2 separate regions of the Mustela erminea genome follow, and region 2 is linked to region 1. The links are chromatin contacts, called in public Hi-C maps. All regions are on one chromosome and are shown on one strand. Each heading gives the region's core, a stretch centred on a gene start, on an enhancer-like site or on the middle of the called end of the contact. The rest is flanking DNA. Distances are from core to core; before and after follow the strand shown. Region 1 holds the start of LOC116587166. Region 2 holds the start of ATG12 (ubiquitin-like protein ATG12).

Evidence for each region. A called contact is a pair of places that touch in the nucleus more often than the background predicts.
Region 2: a contact with region 1 is called in a Hi-C map of fibroblasts, with 6 times the contacts expected there. The contact joins the promoter of ATG12 here to the promoter of LOC116587166 in region 1. A contact is called at or near these places in 3 of 3 Hi-C or Micro-C datasets (fibroblasts, skeletal muscle and spleen).

Annotation. Positions count from the first base shown.
Region 1 is chr3:17,836,122-17,839,694 of mMusErm1.Pri, forward strand. It overlaps LOC116587166, which reads right to left and starts at 1,393. Exons shown (of 4, transcript XM_032337902.1): 1 at 915-1,393. The coding sequence starts at 1,106.
Region 2 is chr3:18,026,077-18,029,708 of mMusErm1.Pri, forward strand. It overlaps ATG12 (ubiquitin-like protein ATG12), which reads right to left and starts at 1,725. Exons shown (of 4, transcript XM_032335402.1): 1 at 1,272-1,725. The coding sequence starts at 1,434. It overlaps AP3S1 (AP-3 complex subunit sigma-1), which reads left to right and starts at 1,798. Exons shown (of 5, transcript XM_032335399.1): 1 at 1,798-1,992. The coding sequence starts at 1,924.

The DNA.
Region 1 (3,573 bases), core at 143-2,642:
TTTAGACTTGAGTTTAAAATCACTTCCTAAAGGAAGCCCTCTTCGCTCCCAAAGATAGATCATTTAATCTCCTATTTTCTGCTCTTAAAGCAGAGTCTTTTTTTTTTTTTTTAGCAGAGTGTTGATGAATGAGCAATTACTAAGAAAAGCATAGGATGGGGGTGGGGGGGGGAGAGTAGGATGGGTAGGGAATCAAGCATGATGGCAGTGACCCAAGCTTTTTGAACCACTTCTGTAATCACCAGCACCTACCACTCAACAGCTACTTGTATGTTAAGTCAGCCTACCAAGGAAAATAGAAATAAGGACTATTGTAACAAACTTAATAAAGTACATTCTGTGAATTAAAGTCCGTTTTCTATAAAATCCCCAAGACAAAAAGGGGCCTCTCACTGATCACACCTCTTCGTTCTACACCTTTGGCAGGTGCTCACCAGGCCTCCCACGGAGCTCTTCCCATGACAGGGGGCAGAATTCACCTAGAGTCCTAGTAACATCAGTGGAAAAAGATACTGGCAGTCCTTCAAATCTGATTAAAGTGGAGGTGCGGGTCAGGGAGAGCAGGGGACGGGACACTGAGCGCCACAGAACAGGAAGAACTTTTTCTTAAGAAAGGAGAGTCTTTCAAGGAGGGAAGTTCGATGGGCGTTGAAAGGCAGGCCACCTGAGCATGGAAGGGCAAGTCACAGCTACAAGCATTTCTGGAATCCACGCATCTTCCTATCTGGTCTAAAATGGCTCTCGCGCCAGGTTGAGAACAGGAAAGGCCAATGCCCCGCACCGGCTACCTAGGGGTGAGTCCTGACTCGGCCAAAGAACGGAAAAACCACGGCAGGAGGGAGGCAGCAAGCAGGCTGCAGCCCCGACCCCGGAACCGCGAGCTGAGGCCCCTGGACTTCGAGAGCACGGAGTACCTGGAACTCGAGGGTGCACTTGGTGCCCTGCGTGATGTCCTCGTAGAAGCACTGCTTGGCATTGTCCGGCAGCTCGAAGGTGATCTCGGAGGCGCCGCCGGGCCCCGGCACCAGCAGCAGCAGCGCGAGCAGCCTGCAGCCCCAACGGCCCGCGGCGGCCGCCCAGCGCTGCGCGGACCCCGGCCCCGGCATCCCGAGGCGACGGCGGCGGCGGCCTCAACCGAGCTGCGGGGAGACGCGGGGTCAGGTGGGCGCCGACTCGCCGCGCGCGCAGGCCTCGGCCCGGGCGGCCCGCGAAGACGCACGGCAGAGTCGCTCCGAGCCTCGGAGAGATTCGGGAGGAGGAGCGAGCCGCTGGGTGCCGGCGAGCGGTGCGCAGGGACCGGGGCCTGGCGCCGGGAACGACCTACAGAGCGGAGATAAGGCCGGTACGGCACCGGCGGAAAAGGCCTGAGATGGCCGGAAGTAGGGCGAGCGCCTGGAAAAAGGGGGCGGGGCCTGAGGCACCTGCTCCAGCAACCCGGATGTGCTCTCCCCGCGCAGAGGCGGAGAGGCGTTGGAGTGTGTACGTGGAAGCTCGCGAGACGTCGGCTTCGGGGCCGCCGGCTCCGGAGGCGAGGGGCGGGGCCATCGTCCTGAACGTGGCGGGGCGGGGCCAGAGAGAAGGGTGTGTCCCGCCGGTGTCTAGGTGGGGCGTGCCGCCCGCAGGTACCACGTCGACCGCTCTGCTTCAGCGTTCACATCTGTACAATGAAGACAGTACTGCCTTACCCACAGCATTATTACAGGGCTTCAGTACTTGCAGAGAGTACCTTACTTTTTGGTATTCTAAGCACTCAATAAGCTTTTGTTAAATAAAAATAAACGTCATTTGAGCGCTCCTTATCAGGCACCGTGCCAAGAGTATTACACAAGTCCTTCTGCGCAGTCAGGTATGATGTCACCTATTTTCGTGATGAGTAAATTGAGGATCCAAAAAGTTGAGTAACTTGCCTATGGTCATAGCCTGGTTTGTACTGGAGAGCTTTAAAAAAAAAAAAACTGTAGGTAATAGTAACAAACGTGTTGATTTCTTAAATTATACATTTTCTTGTGCATATGAACACATCTTAGGGATTATGCCATTTTTAAAGAAATGACCATGGTGAGGCTCACGCACTCAAAGATGATCAGCAGAAGGTGGTAGAGGGCTTTATGAGAAGTAAATAGGGTGAGGTGGGTGGCTCAGTGGGTTAAAGCCTCTGCCTTCGGCTCAGGTCATGATTTCAGGATCCTGGTATGGAGCCCCTGCATTGGGCTCTCTGCTCAACAGGGAGCCTGCTTCCTCCCTCTCTCCTGCCTGCTTCTCTGCCTACTTGTGATCTCTCTCTGTGTCAAATAAATAAATAAAATATTAAAAAAATAATAAAATACTTATTTTTCAGTTATTTGACAGTTCCTGAGCTCATGAACAGTATGTTTGTATGCAGCACTCAAGGAGACTATAAGGTATCGGATATGGATTGTGCTTTCCTTTTACAAGGCAATGAACGGCGCACTGCAAGGTCAAGAAAGGACATACTCTGTTGAAGATATGTAATAACACGTAGGAAAAGAAAATTGGATAAAGCGAGGAAATTAAAAAATAGCTACTTTCTAACCACCCCAGGGAGGTTTGTGGGTGGGAGGGAAGAGGGACTATGGTCTTGGTGGAGGTCTGGCAACTGGTGAGGCTTGAGCGAGAATGGGCTAGTGAACAGAGAAGTGGGCAGTAGGTGCCTGCTGGAGGTTTATCTGGGTCGAAACTCAAGGAATAGTTATTCTTCTCAACTTGGCAATTAAGGCTGAGTCAGTGACTGAGAAGCGCTGCGTGAAACACTAGGACGAAACCCCAAACAGCCAATAAAACAGCTCCTCAAAATGGCTAGCGTTTCCTTATCTTCCTGCTAGGCAGTCCCCAGGAACAAAATCGTGCCTGGAAATGCAGTTTTGATGTGATGCTTCTGCTCGTGTCACGATCACGGTCACTGACACCAACGATCATTTCCTGTGCGTGACCTATCTTTTAAACATTTGGCACTGATTATTTACTCTCCTTCCCCTTCCTCTTTTTGCTGACCAACAGTGAGCATTAAGGTGAACCAGAACTTTACGTTCTTTCACATTTTCCCTATATAATTATAGTGTATATATATTTATATTTACATGTGTATTTACAGGACTCTCACGTTAGCGATATCTGTGACTTTTGACTTTGAGATGATCTCTACCCCTGAAATGTTGTTAGCCAGCAACTAAAGAGCAGGATCAATTTCTCAGAAGACATTTTTATTTAATGTCCTAGTCTTTTGGGTTGCTTTAATAAAATACAACAAACTTATAAACAACAGAAATTTATTTCTCATAGTTCTGGAGGGTAGGAAGTTCAAAATCAAGGTTACACCCTGTTGCCTTCTGGCATAGACCCTTTTCCTGTATATAGCCTGTGCTTCTTTCTCGCTGTGTCTTCACACGAAGGAATGGGCAAGGGAGCACTGATCTCATTCATGTGGCCTTTACCCTCAAGACCCAATCACTTCCCAAAGGCTCGACTTCCTAATATCATCACTTTTGGAGGTTAGGACTTCAACATAAGCATTTTTTTGATGGGGTGGTGGGGCGGGGCACAGAAACATTCATT
Region 2 (3,632 bases), core at 475-2,974, 190 kb after region 1:
CTCAATGGTGGTTTAAAGAAAAACTATGCAGACCGAAGAAAACACGCCCATATAACCTGAGGCCGTATCTGGGTTATGGGCCACTAATTTTTTCCCCTCTGTTTTCCTCAGGTATATTCAGGGTCAAGTAGTAAGCTTTTGACTGAGGCTGTCAAAGCTCACTCTAGGCCCCTCCCCCCCAACAAACAAACAAAAAAACCCTCAACAATAAAAAAACCTTTGAAGTTTGTTTCTGCTTATAGTAAAATGAGAAAAAAAAAAAGAATCATGGCATTCTTCTAAAAGACTCTACTGCTTCTTTACAGAAATCATCACAGGTTTCTGTTACTCTACTAGGGCATCGTGTGGAAATAACAGAGTGTGTTTCCCCCCAAATGTAGAGCCGGTCTGACTTCAAACGGAGCGGGTACCAGGAGACCATTCTCCAAAAGCAGCAGAAACTGATGTTCTATCCAAAGGCTGTGAGATCACGGACTAGAAGACATGCCATACCTAGATTTTAAAACTCAGGACTGATAAAAACTGAGGCCTAGGGTCAACCAATCCGAACTGTAATCGCTGATGCGAGGATTTTTTTCAGAGGCAACTCTACAGAGGATGCTCAAGGCCAAGTGACTTCCTTAGGATTTTCCATCAACGGCGAACTAATTCCCAAGCAATGAAGGGTTTGAGGACTAATTTAAGCAATGAAATGACTCGCTTATAAAGGTTCCAAACCTTTGGGGGTGATTTGGGGTGGGGCGGAGGAGGAGGAGATCCTATGCCTTTGGTTTTTCTCTTGACACTCTTCAAACTTGATAAAATTTGTTTTTGGTACAAAGTCTGAATTCACAGGCACTTGATATAAGGCGTTTCTTCTAATCCAGACTTGCCACCGACCATCCCTAACTTAACCTTAAGCCATTCATCAAGTCATTACGTCCCCTGTTAAGCACCTGGAGCTACCCGAGATCCCACTCAGCCCCCACCTCCAACCGGCCCGCAGCCTGGCCAATTCAAAGGAGGAGTGGAACGCAGTACAGGAAGTACTGCGGCGGTCAAGGACCCCACACCACACCGCGAGGGCGCGTCCGGAGCCCGCCCTCCCCAGAGCTACCCAACGCAAAGGTCCCGAAAGCCGAAAACCACACTTCCTCTCTCCTCACTGGTCAAAAGCCACCACTGGGCCCAGCCTCCTCGAAAGTTTGCTCCTTTATTGGCCGCCAGGAACCCAGTCGGACGCAATCTAAACCTCCCGCCTCTGCCTGGAGAGAAACTGCTCTCAAAATTACTTTTTTTCTTGGTGTCGCCGGCAGGTTCCTCTGTCCCCGGGGAGACCGCAGCGGAAGAAGGGGGCTCCGGAGTGGCTGTCTCTGGGGAGACCTCCGTAGGTCCTTCGCCTTCAGCAGCGGTTGAGGGAGGAAGCTGCAGCGCCGACTCCGATTCCTCAGCCATCTTGCTCAGTAGAAGGCGAGGGCGGAAGTGGTGGCTCAGCGTATTCAGGGGGCGGAGTTTACAGCAGGGGGCGTCACTGAAGAGGCTCCGGTGTGGTGGCCGGGGGAACTCAACCCAACGGTGAAAGTTGGAGTTGTCAGTTGGTCCTCTACGTGGAACATGCCACAGAGCGCTGACTACTAATCCCGCAACTACGCTTTTGCATGGCAACAATCCTCCGGAAGGAGTCTGCGAACCATGTACCCGCGCACCTCGTAGTGCGCAGGCGCCTCTCTGACTAGCGGGCTCGGTACCGGAGATGTTTCCGCTTCCCTTCGCGTCGGCCCCGCCCAGGCCCCGCCCAGGCCCCGCCCCGCGGCTCGGGAGCGCGCGCGCGCGCGTGCGGGAGGGGGCGGGTGGGGAAGGATCGCCGGTGAGATCCTGAGGCGAGGCTCGCGCGCCCGCCCCCGCCCTGGCCCCCAGCGCCCACCCGGTCCGCCCGGCTCAGCCATGATCAAGGCGATCCTCATCTTCAACAACCACGGGAAGCCGCGGCTCTCCAAGTTCTACCAGCCCTACGTGAGTATCCCGCCGCCGCCGATCCGCGCGAGGGGGAGTCGTTGGCGGCTGGCAGCGCCCTCAGGGCGACCCCCTGAGGCGCGCCGCGGCCCTTCGCGCGCCCTCGGCCGCCTCGCGCTCCCGGGCTGTCAGCCTCCCGCCCCGGGCGAGCGAGGTGCCCACCTCCCGCCGCGCTCCTGTCCTCCGACGTGGCTCTACCCGGGCGGCTCCTCCGCCGGTCTGTGGGCTGGGCGGCTTCCCCGAGGCGCGGGCGAGGCCCTGGGGACTTCCCGGGGCCGGGGGCTGTCGGCGACCGGGCGGCCGCAGCCCACCTGCACCCGCGAACCCACCCGGCGCTCCGGCCTGTCCGCAGCCCGAGCTCGGGGCGCGCTGAGGGGCCGGAGCTGGCGGCCCCACCTCCCTGACTCGCAGCCTCTCCCGGCCGACTTCTCTCTCCCCTCGCATGGACAGATGGGCTCCTGTTTTTCCCGGTAATCCCCTCGTCGCGCAGGAACTTGGGGCTTCCTGCGTTTGCCTGAGCGCTCGCTCTGGACCGTCTCCCCTGGGTGCTCGGTCCAGCTCTCGGCCGCCCGGTGTGACTTTCAGGTGCCTCCTTATTAGAGAAAAAAAAGTGAGGACCGAACATTTTTTTTTTTTTTTAATGGAGCTTTTCCCCTAGTGGCCGTGAAGGAGGTCCTGCAGTAGCCGGCGACGTTTGACCCGTCACAGCTGTGACGGTCCGTAACCTGAAAGTTCCATTTGCAGCTGCTGGTTTGGCATTTCACTCCCTAAGGGGATGGGGTCTCGTCTGTAGCTTTTCTTCTACTTAGGAAGAATGGTCATATTCGTTAAAACTCTCCGTGCAGTGTAAATGGTGTTGCAGAAAATGCAGGAGGTTTTAAGGGGGGTGGGGTGGGTAATGAGGGCCTGTTTGAGGGCAGAATTCACCGCTAGGTAAAACGTAAAATGGAGCTGTCGGTGTGAGGATTCCTGTAGAGATATTAACTATTGGGTCGTGTGGGGGCATTCTGCTTAGAGTCAGAAATGAACTTTCAATTAAATACTGAAATGGTGCCAAGGCTAGCACTTCTGTGCAGATAAACCCCAGATGGAAATGATGCCTGCCGTTGAAAATGAAATGTGAAAATGTCACTTGGCTTAAAATGATAATGCAGTCTGTGGAGGTGTTAGCCGAAGTGAGAAATCTTGAGCTTATTCCTCATTTCCTTAAGTAGTTTTGCTTCTGTGGGTGATAAGGAATATTTTCCTCTGTCCCCATTTGGTTTTGGTGTGGTGTAATTCAAATACTAACGCTGTTGTTTCTGAGTTCGGTATGATTTTTTTTTTTGAAGATTTTATTTATTTATTTGACAGAGAGAGACAGTGAGAGAGGGAAAGCAAGCAGGAGGAGTGGGAGGGGGAGAAGCAGGTTCTTGCTGATCAGGGAGCTCGATGCGGGGCTAGATCCCAGGATGCTGGGATCATGACCTGAGCCGAAGGCAGACGCTTAACAACTAAGCCACCTCGATATGATTTTTTTTTTTTATTATAATGAGGCGCCCCTCGATAAGATTTTTTTTTTTTAACCCAGAATAAAATCGTAGTTGGTTCTGCTGAGTGGGGGAAAAATGCCCTTAACTGTACGCTGTTACCCATTTTCC